2 separate regions of the Macaca mulatta genome follow, and region 1 is linked to region 2. The links are chromatin contacts, called in public Hi-C maps. All regions are on one chromosome and are shown on one strand. Each heading gives the region's core, a stretch centred on a gene start, on an enhancer-like site or on the middle of the called end of the contact. The rest is flanking DNA. Distances are from core to core; before and after follow the strand shown.

Region 1 (6,988 bases), core at 2,979-5,478, 130 kb before region 2:
GGTAGATATTTATTTATTTATTTGAGATGGAGTTTCGCTCTTGTTGCCCAGGCTGGAGTGCAATGGCATAATCTTGGCTCACTGCAACCTCCGCCTCCTGGGTTCAAGCAATTCTCCTGCCTCAGACTCCTGAGTAGCTGGGATTACAGGTGCCCACCACCATGCCCGGCTAATTTTTTGTGTTTTTAGTAGAGACGAGGTTTCACCATGTTGGCCAGGCTGGTCTCAAACTCCTGACTTTAGGTGATCCACACGCCTCAGCCTCCCAAAGTGTTGGAATTACAACCTCTGCCTCCCTGGTTCAAGCAATTCTCCTGCCTTAGCCTCCCAAGCAACTGGGATTACAGGCATCCACCACCACATCTGGCTAATTTTTTGGATTTTTAGTAGAGATGAGGTTTCGCCATGTTGGCCAGGCTGAACTCCTGACCTCAGATGATGCACCCGCCTCGGCCTCCCAAAGTGCTGGGATCACAGCTGTGAGCCACCATGCCCAGCCATGGTAGATATCTTAAATGTTTGCTGAAAGGATAAAGTTGTGAAGACAAGCCCCTATGAGGTAACACCTAGCTGCAGTGCCACATACGAACACAAGGTGACAGTGTGCTCTCAGGAATCGGCAGAAACCCAGCACAGCTGGTGATGATCTGTAGTAAAAAGGATGACTTGTCCCACCCAACTGCCAGAGAGGGCAACTACCAAAGACTAACAGCAACATAGCATGTGTCCTAGAGGGTCACCGGGGAAAAACTAAGAAGGAAGGAAGCTTCAAGGCCAGGTACCCAGCACAGCAGAGACGGGACTGCTGGGAGGGAACTAAATTTACCCCGGTCTTTGCTGTTCTTAGCATGATCCACTCTTACCCTGAGCGCTGAATTTCAAGGCCATGAAGCCATGGTCAAGAGACTTGACTGGGAATGGGCCTTGAGCTTTCAGTGACTCCCTTCTAAATCTAGAGCAGTGGTTCTCAAAGTGTGGTCTCTGCACCAGCAGCATCAGCATCACTTGTCAGAATCTGCAGAAATGCAGATTCCCAGGCCCCGCCCACCCCTACTGACCCAGACACTCTGGGACGGAGCCCAGAAACTTATGTATGACCGGATCCCTGGGTGGTTCTAAAGCAGCTAAATGTGAGGACCACTGCTCTAAAGTCTCATTTTCCATCTCTTCCCACAGCCATACCCGGTGAATCCCAATCCTCCCGATACACAGACCTCAACACTCCTGCCTCTAGTGAGTCTGAAACGTCCATCTCTTCCTCTGCTGCTTTGCTCTTATTCTGCCTTTGGGACTCAACTCAAGCCTCCCTTCTTTTGGAACACTGTGTTAGACTCCCCAAGCTGATTTAGATAGTGCTCCTCCCAGCCTCTGCCTTCTCTCTCTTAGCAATCATCAAATGATGCTTTTAACTGTTGGCTGCTGAATGCCTTGCTCACCACAGTGTGAGCTGTCTTGAACATTCCAGTGCCTGGCCAACAGAATTTTGCATATTTATTTAATGAAATAATAAACTACCATCATTTGGTTGGCAGCTTTAAAAAGGGTAATAACATCTTTTTCACCTACAGTAGAATTTTATATACACACATATCCTAACTTAATTTTATATACATATTTAAAATATATAGAATATAATATTAATAGGTTCTATATATAATTACATGCAGATTATAAGCTCCCTGCAAGTCTAAATTTCAAAACTATGCTCTGCTGTTTCTGACATTTGTAGGACGGGCCAAGGAATTCAACAATCAATAGCAAGAGCCATTTAACCGAATGGAAAAAAAAAAAAACCAACAAGGAGCTTCCTGAGCAGGGGTGTGTACAGACCAGTGCCCTCTCAATGTCTGTCTCCAGGTCTCATCCCTCTCTATGTCTGTCTCAGCTCTCGGTGGGGGAGGGCTCCCAAGCTGCAGGATGATGACATGTTGACTATGCAGCTCTGAGTGCTTAACACTGGATAAATTCCACTGTCACAGAGCTGGCCTAAGGCGAAGGTGGTACTGCACATTCTGGCAGGCATTCCACAAAGGCACCTGTAGTGAGTCTCCACCACCAAGTTCTCAGAGTTTTTTGGATAATTCATGATCACAGAATACAAGGTCAATATATAAATGTCAATGCTATTTGCATATACTAGCAACAGTTGGAAATTAAATAAGCAATACCATTTACAACAGCATCAAAAATATCAACTGCTTAGAAATAAATCTGTCCAAAGACATGCAAGGCTTGTGCATGTGAAAACTACAAAACTGCTGAGAGAAATTAAAGAAGTTCTGAAGAAATGGAGAAATTGACTGTGCTCATGGATTGGAAGACTCAATTTTGTTGAGACTGCAAATATTAATTAATACTTTGAAGTTTCAATTTGCTTTACCCCTGCCTTGTCTTACTGTCTTCTATTTGTCTTTGTATTGTCAATGTCTAGCTCTGTGCCAGGTACAAAGTAGTCTGGTGTTCACTGAATACATGAACAAGGAATAAGGATTCAATTCCTCATACAGAATATATTAATAAATATAGGAAGAGATCTCAAGTACCTGAGAGTGCAATAAAAGGCTTCCTTCAAGATACATTAGGAATTCTATAAGCTGTCATGGGAGCAGGAACAGAAGTCCTGTGATGAGTAAAACTGTATTTATCTGCTATAGCTTGGGGGTCAGTTTGTGCAAAACAGTGATTGAAACACATATGGTCTGAACTCATGTACTGAAGGACTTTCTCACATTAGATATATTTAAGTAGCGGAGTTGACTTATTCAACATTTTAAAATATTTGTTGAACACCTGCTCTGGAACAAGGCTTGCACTCAACGCTGGGATCAAAGTGGTAAAGACAGGAACCATCCCTGCTTCAGCTATAAAACTGTAGTTGCTAACTTTGAGAACCATCTTTATTCTAGGCACAAAATCAAATTCTGTGTGTCTTTGTAACAGCCTGATGAGATCGTTGTTATTAAGAAATTCACTAAATGTGAAGAAACAGACTTAAAGAAACTAAGAAATTAGAGTCCCATTTTAAATGCAGGCCAAATGACTGAAAAAAATAGTATAATTAACAAAAAATTAAAAGTACACACTTAAAATGTAGTTTGATGAGTTTTGACAAACGTATACATTTTGACACCACCATTGAGATATAAAACATTCTCATCCTTCGAAACGATTCCTTTAATTCCCTTCCCAACCACTGATCTGCTTTCTAACATCGTAGTGTTTTCTAGTGTTTCTTATAGATGGAATTATACATTGTGTACTCAATTCTTCTTTGACTCAGCATGAATTTGGTGGTGCCCATCACTAATTCATTTTTATTACTGCTGAATTCAGACCTTTAGGGGAGAGAAGACATAAATCAAATAATCACCTAATTAAGTAATTACAACATCATAAAGTTAACCTAAGTACAACTGAAAATACATTACCTTGTTTGTTAACAATGCAATCAATATGACCTTGGTGTACAGTGTCGGGGGGCTATAGGGTCATGATTGAGCTTGTGGGAAATAAATGAAAATAAATGTTAGCGAAGAGTGACTCGAAAGAACCTCTGTCCTCACAGTAATTTTTTTAATGTGTCAGATGCTGGTGGGAGGCACTCTTCCTTAGCTCTTTACGCCCATCGCTTACACTTAACAGAGGAAAGGATCTGTGAGGCTGGTACCCCTTTCCTGCCCACTGTCGACGGCAACACCCTCTCCCTGCACCGCCACCGCCACACAGACGGCGGTGTGTGGGCAGCTCGGACGTGGCACCTGCCCTCAGCCGCCCAATCCCGGGCGCCGCGACGGTCACGTGCACAGCCACAGGCCTTTTTGCCCCGCCCCCGCGGCCCCGCTCTTGCGTGGGCCCGGCCCCGCCCACAGCCCGCGCAGTCCCGCGAGCCTGGCCTCGGCCGCCCCAGCTTCTAAGGAGCTCGCGAGGGCCAGGCTGCGCCTGCGTGGGGCGGCTGGTGGGCGGGGCGAGGGCCGCTAGGGCCGCGAAGTGGGGCTGCCCTGTGGGCTGCGAGCCGGGTCTGCACTGAGGGGCGCGGCGTCGCGGTGGGCCCCAGCCCGGCAACGGGAAGGCGAGCTCTCCTCCCCTCACCGCCCAAAGTAAACTTTGTCGCTCCTTCCGCGGCGCTCCCGAGTCCTCGCCGCCGCCGGGCCGCCGCGGTCCGCGAAGAGCTGTCCTGCGTCAGGGCCTCGTTCCCGGCCCCGGCCCCGGCGCGGGGCCTCTGCGCCATGGACGCCACGGCGCTGGAGCGGGACGCCGTGCAGTTCGCCCGTCTAGCGGTGCAGCGCGACCACGAAGGCCGCTACTCCGAGGCGGTGTTTTACTACAAGGTAGGGCCCGGCCCGCCGCTTTGGTCGGAGTTGCTCAGTCCGGAGTCCGGCTTGGGCCTACGGCCGAGGGGCGGGGTCCAGGTGCCGAGGGAGCGGTCCCGGCTTTCCTTATCCCTCATTCGCTTCCCGGCCCTCCTCTTGTTGGGAGCGGCGAGCCAGACTGCAGAGGCCCACGCTGAGGCTGCGGAGTAGGGGGACTGGGTCGCGGCTTGCAGCCACCGCTTCTCCAGCTGTAGTCCTGACTGGCAGATGCCCACGGTTGAGCCGCTTTGGGGGGCAGGTGTTAGATGTGGGTAATTAGTAGCCAATTCTTGCTGTCACGTGGCTTTGATTTACAGCTAGCGGGAAATGGCCTGTGATATATATCAAAATAATGCATGCTTGTTAAATTTAAAAAGAAAAACCATTTATCATATCATTTGATATACAGTCTTGCGTCCTTAGTGATCTGATATTTTCTGAGAAATGTGTTCTTAGGCCGTTTTGTTCAGTGCTAACACCATAGAATGCGCTTACACTATCCTGAATGGTACAGCCTACTCCACACCCAGGCTGTATGGCATAGCCTGTTGCTCCTAGGTTACAGGCCTGCGCAGCATGTTACTGTACTCAATGGTGTGTGCAGTTACATGCAATGGTATTTGTGCATCTAAACGTAGAAAAGGTACAGTAAACATGCAGCATAAAAGATAAAAAATACTACACCAGTTGTGGGGCACTTCCCCACGAAAGGAGCTTGCAAGACTGGAAGTTGCTCTGAGTTGGTGAGTAGTGGTGAGTGAATATGAAGGCCTAGGACATTCACTGCTCTACTCTACTGTAGCCTTTGTAAGCAGTGTACCCTTAGCCTACGCTAAATTTTTTAAAATTTTCTTTCTTCAATAAAAAATTAACCTTAGCTTACTGTAATCATTTTACTTTATAAACTTTTGAATTTTCTTTTTAACTTTTTTGTAATAGCTTAAAACGAACTTATTGTACAGCAATAGAAACTTTTTTTATATATCTTTATTTGGTAAGTTTTTTGTTTCTTTTTTTTTTTTTTTTTATAACTCTTTAGTTAAAAACTAAGGTACACATTAGCCTAGGCATACACCGGGTCAGGATCATCAGTATTACTGTCTTCCATCTCCAATCTTGTCCCACTGTGAGATCTTCAGGGACAATAACAGGAATGAAACTGCCATATCCTATGATAACAGTGTCTCCTGAAATATCTCCTGAAGGACATGCCAGAGACTGTTTTATAGTTAACTTTTTTTATAATAGGAGTACACTAACAATACATAGTATAGCATAGTAAATACATAAACCAGTAACATAGTTGTTGATTATCAAGTATTATGTACTCTACTCTACGTAGTTGTATGTGGTAGACTTTTACACCACTGGCACCCTAGTAGGTTTGTTTATACCAGCATCACCACAAACATCTGAGTAAAGTGTTGTGCTATGACGTTTTGACCGCTATGACATGACCAGGCAGTAGGAATTTTTCAACTCCGTTATAATCTTATGGGACCACTATCATATATTAAGTCTGTTGTTGACTGAAATGTTATTTGGTGTGTGACTGTATATTTTTGTGTGTGGTTTTTTTTTGGTTTTTTTTTTTTGCGTATGTGTATATACTTTTTTTTTTTTTACAAACTGGTTTATACTGTTTTTAGTAATAACTACACAGTAGTTCATTATGTGGGTGTACCATATTTTGTTTTTTTTAAGAGACAGGGTCTTGCCCTGTCACCCAGGCTGGAGGGCAGTGGCCCAGTAATAATAGCTCATTGCAGCCTCAAACTGCAAAACTCAAAATAATCCTCCTGCCTCAGTCTCCCAGTTAGTGGGACTACAGGTGGACACAACCACACCTGGCTAATTTTTTTTTTTTTTTTGTAGAAATGGAGTCTCTCTGTGTTGCCCAGGCTGGTTTCGAACTCCTGGGTAAAGCGTTCTTCCCGCCTTAGTTTCCCAAAATGCTGGGATTACAGGCGTGAGCCTCCGTGCCTGTCCAGTTTACTATAATTAATTTACAGACTCTTGGGCATTCAGTTCATTTGTTTTTTCAACATCATAAGTAACGATGTAGTTCATATCCTTATAATTAATTCTTATGACTAGTGCAAATTTTTGCCTGAATTTTCTTTTGGATAAATTACCGGGGGCAGAATTGCTAAATCAAAGGGTATGAGCTTCTACAGTCCACTCTCTTCTCTCCAATTCTGAGGATTTGCAAATATACCCCTCCAGCTCTAGCTAGATTTGGAGGGAGCTGTGTCCTCATGATATTGTCACCTCTTCTTTTAGAAAGCGTATCAGACTTTGATAATACTGTACAGTACTAGTAATTTTTTTCATAAGTGTATGTGCTGTCAATAAAGTATGGTTTGTTTCAGATTAATATTTTGTTGCTTTTATTTTATAATCTATTTTTTCCTTTTTTCTGAGACAGAGTTTTTGCTCTTGTTGCTCAGGCAGGAGTGCAGTAGCGCCATCTCAACTCACTGCAACCTCCAACTACCGGGTTCAAGCGATTCTCCTGCCTCAGCGTCCTGAGTAACTGAGATTAAAGGCATGCACCACCTAATTTTGTGTTTTTAGTAGAGACCGAGTTTCTCCATGTTGGTCAGGCTGATCTCGAACTCCTGACCTCAGGTGATCCG
Region 2 (7,343 bases), core at 3,704-6,203:
CCAAAAACGTAAACTCCTGGAGGGCAAGGTCTTTGTCTCGTTCACCCACATAAATGCAGTGGTCAACAGTATCTGACAAGCAGCTGGTGCCCATCGTGAAGGGTGAAATCCCACCTGGCTCCTTTGTGACAGAAACACCTATTAAACCTGTGCCTCCCAGTGCCACATGTAGCTACTAACACTTGAAACATGTCTAGTCTCAAGTGAAATGTGCCCTAAGTGTAAAATATGCCAAAGATCTTAAAGACTTACTATAAAAATATATGTAAAATATCAGTAATTGTTTAATAGCAAGTCCATGTTGAAATTGTACTGTCTTGGATATTCCGGGTTACACAAACTACTTAAATTCATTTCAGCTGTTTATTTTTCATTTTTAATGTGTCTACTAGGGAGTTTTTCATTGCTTATGTAGCCCGTATTATATTTCTATGAGTCAGTCTTGGTTATAATACCGTGAAAAAGCCAGCCAGCAACCCAGCCCAGCCCCGGCCACCCCCCCTCACACCCTCCAGTTGGCCTCTCACACGGCTCCAAATGCTCTCCAGAGTCAAGCAGGAAACACCTGTCCGGTGGCTTCCTGTGACACACAAATACCTAAGTGTATTCAGAAATAGGATTCAAAAGTCAGGCTAAAAAGAATTTAACAGATTAACCAATCTCACCCCAAGAAGGTAAGCACCCTAGGGGCTGAGATGTGGGCCATCTTGTTCATTACCCAGAACAGTGGCCAGCACATAGTAGGCGAGCAATTAGAATCAATCAATGCCTTGGTGTGGGGGGTGGGGAGAGTGGGGGAGGGTAGGAAGAAGAATATTTCCAGGATGGGTATGGCAACTCATGCCTGTGATCCCAGCACTTTGGGAGGTCAAGGTGGGAGGATCACTTTGAGGCCTGGAGTTCAAGAACAGCCTGGTCAACAGAGCAAGATCCCATCTTTACAAAAAAGTTTAAAAATATGAAAAATTAGCCGGGTATAGTGGCATGCACCTGTAGTCTCAGCTACCAGGGAGGATGATGCAGGAGGATTGCCTGAACCCAGGAGTTTGAGGTTGCAGTGAGCTGTGATTGCACCACTGCACTGGGATAATAGAATGCAGGAACTGGAGGAGATCTGGAAAATGCCTGTGACTATAAGATGGGAGCCCTGCCTCTGAGGCATCATCACAAAATGCTAAGCCTCTGAGTCCTTATCTGGAAAGCAAATAGTCCCTCCCCTCCTGGTTCTCCAGGCCAGAACATTCTATGATGATAGTAGTTTAATACAGTGGCAACTAGACTGTTTAATATAGTGGCAACTGGGCTCTTGAAACGTGGCTATTATGATTGAGGAACAGAATTTTGTCTTACTTAATTTTAATTAAACTCATTAGCCAGGCATGGTGGTACACACCTGTTATCCCAACTACTCAGGAAGCTGAGGAATGAGAATCACTTGAGCCCAGGAGGTGGAGGTTGCAGAGAGCAGACATCGCACCACTGCACCCCAACCTGGGCGACAGAGTTAGACTCTGTGTCGAAAAAAAAAAAAAATTAATTAAATTCAAATAGCCATACGTTGCACATGGCTACCATATGGGACAGCATAGCTCTAGGCTGGTGTGACAGGATGGAATGAGATAAAACGTGTAAAAAACAGTCTGTAAATGCTAAAGCCCTATAGGAATGGTAAGGGTTTTGTTGTTTAATGCATTAGAAATCTGAGATCCTAAGAGGTTTCGGTTACCGCACATCACAGACAGACTCAATTCATAAGTGAAAGAAATGTAAATAAACTAGATTTTACTTCACTTAGGGAGAAGGACAGCCCGTGTTCTTGTACACCTACGATGGAAATGGAGGTGGTGAGCGATAACCCTTCACACAGCTCAGAGCAACAGACTTTTTAATCCACATTGCTACATCCAGATTTGGTAACTCCAGGGCCTACGCATGCAGCAGAAATCAAGGCTGCCTGTGAATCCTGGCAGATTATATTCCTGTCTCCCACACCCTCACTCTTAGGGACCATGTGCTTCTTGTCCCTTCCACTGACTTTTGCTATTTCTCCTGCTACAGAAACAGACTTTGCCAACAGCTCCCTGCACTGGGAAGCTGCGCTGAGAGTCCCTTCCAGGCTCTGACAGTCAATTCAGTCTCCTGAATACATACAGTGGTTGTTCAAATTTGCTGATGGGTGGTAAAAGCAACCACTACTGGAAAGGGGTGGAAACTAATCAGAGGCTGTGATGAATGCTAACTTGTTTACACTCCGGTTGGAAAATGCACATGAAACCTAAATCAAGTTTTAGTCTTCCAAGATTTTTCCCAGTAGGAAAGGCCTTTCCAGTCTAAACAGCTTTTTGTTACCATTATAATTATATTCTATGCACAAGCAGACAATAAAGAAATGAGCAGGAAAGCAGAAGGTGGGGGTGAGTTATTAGGACAGGAAAGTCAAGAAATGGTCGAAGTCAGAGGAAACAACACAACCTTTCCAGGACAAATGGCAGGAACCGCCCTGAACATGTAAGAGATTTTGTGAGCTCATTCATTATTCTTCATTAAAGAGTTCAGCTAATTTTCCTCTCTATCCTTTCAGTCACATGAAAACTTGGGGCTTAGGCGTTGTGTAACGCTCTGCACAGACTTGATTTAGGCCCCATGGAGCTTCCATAATGAAAAACAACATGTGAAATTGGATCCACATGCGTTCCGCCCACAGGTTGAGCTCAGTGGTGTATTTTATTCTGTCAGGGAGCTGTTGCTCAACTCCCAAGGAGGGGGGTCCAGCAATAACCCTCCAGCTATGAAGACAAAATTAACCAGCCTTGTGCCGGTGTGAGTGACATCACTTCACCAAGAACAGGAACTCAGCTCTCTGTACCTCGAGTTCAGTCTCCCGTCTGTTGATATCATCCGTGGACTGATTTAACTTCTCCAGTTCTCCCTGGTGAAGAAAAGAGGGAGAGAAAAAGACTTACGGGATCCGTCTTTTGTTTCCAATATAACTCAGTCCATAACCTGAAAAATTATCCCAGCCCAGTTTGCAGGAAAAGGGAAGAATTGGTATTAATTCTTAAGGCAAACAGTTGAGGCTTAGCTAGAAAAGCAAATGAATGTCAGCATTTCTGAAACCATTTTCTTGAGGGTATCCTTTTTGACAATGTCTTCAGAGACATTTGGAATTTGTCAGAGGTCAAATATTCCAGGTATGTGCCTTCAGGTAAATCCCACCTGTTACAAATGGTTTAATGGCCTCATCAAAACAGCACCATCTGCCTTGAGCAAGAACTTTGCTTAGAAAACAATAAAAGACAATAAGCAAGGCCAGGCCAAAAATATAAACCCAGTGAAATCATCAAGGGCAGAATTCTGGTATTAACTCACCAGAATTATTTTTCTGTAAAGGGTGAAAATCTTTTCACACTGCCAATTATTCAACCTACTTAGCTGGATGTTTTAAACTAGCTTTAATCCCATTCATTTCAATAAACATTTACAAACTGACATTTTGTAAAAAGCATCCAACATGAACTTAACTCATCTTTACTATGCAAACAAAGGATCTTGCTAACATAATCCCATACCAATAACACACGATTTATTCCAAACCAATTATTTTAATTAATAGCATTCCTAATGCAAGGTTTTTTTTTTCCACCTGATCTTTATCTTGCTAACCTGACAAAACAATTCATTTAAACCCTAACCACTGAGTTAAGTGAGCTTTTAAATTGATCTGTGCACTAAAAAACCAATTAGGGATCCAGAAATTACAGAGCATGCTTAAAAGCAATTTTTTAAAAATGATTTACTGAAAAGGTAGAATAAAACGGGTCTTAGAAAGGGATCTGCTCTGCTTTTTGCTTCGGGGTGAAGAGGTTAAACTGTCACTCCTAGATCTCGGCTTGGAAATTGTTTTTTAATCATCTCTCTTGGAAATGGAGGCACAGTCAGCCAGCCCAATCCCCTCGCCGCCTCCACGCGTCAGCTTTGCGCATCAGTTGTCCCTGATTTCTGTTCATGCCCAGCCTCACAACAAGGAAAAGCAGGGTTTTAAGCAATTTCAGGCCAGGCGGAACGTTGAGCCGGTGGTGACAGTAAGACGCTCAGTTCTCTAACAATGAATCAGAGAAGGAAAACGGCTCAGGCCGGGCACCTTGGCAGGTGAGGACTCTGCACCCGGGGCACCAGTGCCAGCCCGCGCTGCAGGGGCGGGCAACGCCCACCCGCCTACGGTGCCCGGCGCCCACGCGGGCGACCCCTCCTCGCAGAGCCTGGAGGCCATGCCTTGCCCGCGGTGCCGTGGTGGCCGGGCGGGGGGTACCCCCGAGGATACCATGGCGCCCCCGCCCCCTTTTTCCCTTTGTTGCACATCCGCCCGAACCACCAGGCACTCTGCGGCGACCCCGATCCTGCTAGGGGTCTGCGGGGGGCTCCCCGCAATAGAGTCAGGCCGCATCCACGCGGGCACTGTAGCCTCCTCATTGTGGAGACGATGAAACAGAGCATACAGATCGTCTCCTGCCACCGTATGTGGCCGCCAGTCCCCAGACCACAGTCACTGGGGGCTGCGAAGTGGATGTACGCGTAGACGCCGACCTCCGCAGCAGCCCTCGCGAAGCCCGGATGCGGGGTGACCCCGCGCGCCCTACCTGGATTCGGGGATCCACCTCTTCTTCCTCCTCCAGCCCCTGCTCCATCCCCTTTTCCTCCTCCTCCTCCTCGTCCCGTGCAGGCGGCAGGAGCTCGGCTGGCTCCTCCGAGCGGCTCCGCTTCAGTGCCGCGTCCATGCGGGCAGTCGCCACGCGCGCCGCGCAGTGGGCTCCGGAGCGCCCTGGAGGTAGCGGCCGCCACAGGCTGGGCTGGAGCCGCCTCGCCACAGCCGGGCACGATCAGGGAGCCGCCGGGGCCGACACCCGGGAGGCACAGCTCGCCGATGCGGATCCCTCTGGCCGCGGCGGAGCAGAGGAAATGGGCGCGGCCGCCCCCTTTCTGCCGCGGCAGTCAGCGCAGCGCCCGCTCCGCCCCCGTCCCGCCCCGGCCGCGCGCTCCTCGGCCAGTCCCAGCTACCCAGGTCTCCGTCACAAAACCCCAGCTCCCTCCACATCTCCAAGGTGGCAAATTAGGAGAGCCCCCACCCCCTTGTAACTTAGCAGCCCGGATATATCTCAACTGCGTAACGCAAGCCTCCCGCTTTCGGGAGTCCCCTTCTCCCGCCCTCCTCCGAAGCGCGTTGTGTGTGGTAGGAGGCGTGGGGTGTTTTCACGCTGAAGTCGCCTTCCGAAGCCTGGGCTTAGTGACCCTGGACCTCAGGACCAAGACTTGCCGAAACCCTGTACCCAAAGGCACATTCCTCCCCTTGAGCGAACCTTGGGAATGGCACCTACTCAAAGATTTCCCCAGAAAAGCAAACTAAAATGTGCGCTTATATAGACACAGGAGTGTAGAGAGGAGAGCCAGCTGCAGCTCCGTGCACGGATGCATCGCCGAAGGCTGCGGCCTCTCTGGGCGAGCCCCGTACCAAACACAGAGGTGCGGCGGTCCTACCTGAATAGCCAGGAAGCATGGAGAATGCATTGAGCTGGGATGCCTGTGGGCAGACACAGCCTTTTTAAGGAGGTGGCAAGTGTAACCCCTGTTGATGGGCACACTCTGGCCAAGAATTTATGAATTAGTGAGACTTCCTGCCCACCATCAACAAGTAGGGAGACAGAGTTGGCCTGGCAGACACAGCATCCGAAAAGACCAAACTGAAGAGGCATGTGTGTGCTTTTATGAAATGTCAGGGCCACTGTGATGTCAGGGGAACCCAAAGGATGACCTTGGCAAAGCAGGTGAGCACATAGCTGCTCACATCTCCTTCCTTTGAGAAATGCAGAACGTGCACATGTTCTACACGGAGGCCTGTAGCCCATCTGCTCTGAGTTTGGTGGACAAATTTGCTTGAGAATGGAGCTTCTTTCTGAGAACCTATCATCAAAACCACCTTACAAAACCTGTGTCTGGCACGACATGGTAGCTCATATCTGTAATCCCAGCTCTTTGAGATGCCAGGATACAAGGATCACTTGAGGACAGGAGTTCAAGACCAGCCTGGGCAATACAGCCAGACACCTTCTCAAATAAATAAATAGTCCTGCTTCTGGTGGTTTTATCAAAAAGTAGGCTAGAGGGTTACTCCTAGGGAAAGGCACCACCCCATACACGCTGGCACTATAGTCCACTGTCAAAGGAAAATTGTCCTATTTTCTGGAGGTAGTGCCATGGTTTGTTTCTAAAAAGGTCAGACCTGCTCATTGCTCTTTAAATCAAGGATGAGTCAGCAATTCTGTGAGAGGTGTTTCAAAGTTCCTTGCTAAAGACATAGTTGCTTTTGGTTTTCCAATGATAGACGAAGCCAGGGACAAGATAGCCATAGGGGTCACTTTGGAACACAGGAGCCACCAATCTTCCCTGGTGGCTTGGAATTGAGCCTCCAACTTTGCAGGTACATCCTAGCTCTGAATAAACTGAGAGACAGAGTTTGAAATAAACAGAGGCCTCTGGGGTCAGCCCTGACTATGATAAATGCTTCTTAGCTAGCAGAACCCCATCCTCTCCATCGCAAATGACAAACTCCAAATTACATTCCTGCTTCAGCTTAGGTCAAGAGCAAAATGTATCTGTGAGACATAGGCCAACTGCTCAAGAACATCAGTTCAGACTTCTGTTGTCTTATTTTTTGGAGATCTGGACCAGCTATAGTGTTAATCCCAATAGTGTTTCTAAAGCTAAAATAAGAAAAACAAATAAAACACAGGCAGTACTATATACAGTCAACCCTCCACAGCCTCTCAGGTTCTACATGTGTAAATTCGACTAACCACAGATAGAAAATATTTGGGGGAAAAAAACACAACAATTAAAAAAATACATATTTAAAAATACATGGCCAGGAGTGGTGGCTTACACCTGTAATCCTAGCATTTTGGGAGGCTGAGGCAGGAGGATCACTTGAGGCCAGGAGTTCCAGACCAGCCTGGGCAACAAAGCAAGACTGGCTCTCTCTCTAGAAAAGAAAAAAAAAATACAGTATATGAGAACTATGTACATATTTGTATTGTATTAGGTATTGCAGGTAAGAAATGTGGAGATGATTTAAAGTATACAGGAGGGGCTGCTCATGGTGGTTCATGCCTGTAATCTCAACACTTTGGGAAGCCGAGGCAGGTGGGCTGCTTGAGCTCAGGAGTTCAAGACCAGCCTGGACAACATGGTAAAACACCATCTCTACAAAAAATCAGCCAAGTGTGGTAGCTCATGCCTGTAGTTGCAGCTATTTGGGAGGCTGAGATGGGAAGATTGCTTAAGCCCAGGAG

Evidence for each region. A called contact is a pair of places that touch in the nucleus more often than the background predicts.
Region 1: a contact with region 2 is called in a Hi-C map of fetal cortex germinal zone, with 3 times the contacts expected there. The contact joins the promoter of LOC114676240 here to the promoter of SH3BP5 in region 2. A contact is called at or near these places in 2 of 14 Hi-C or Micro-C datasets (fetal cortex germinal zone and fetal cortical plate).

The regions. Positions count from the first base shown.
Region 1 is chr2:33,278,388-33,285,375 of T2T-MMU8v2.0, reverse strand. LOC114676240 reads right to left here and starts at 4,228. Exons shown (of 4, transcript XM_077994093.1): 1 at 4,140-4,228; 2 at 3,634-4,084; 3 at 3,429-3,499; 4 at 3,199-3,335. The coding sequence starts at 4,228. The coding sequence ends at 3,449. It overlaps CAPN7 (calpain 7), which reads left to right and starts at 3,968. Exons shown (of 19, transcript XM_015132212.3): 1 at 3,968-4,328. The coding sequence starts at 4,227.
Region 2 is chr2:33,152,659-33,160,001 of T2T-MMU8v2.0, reverse strand. It overlaps SH3BP5 (SH3 domain binding protein 5), which reads right to left and starts at 4,953. Exons shown (of 9, transcript XM_015132213.3): 1 at 4,638-4,953; 2 at 2,867-2,929. The coding sequence starts at 4,775.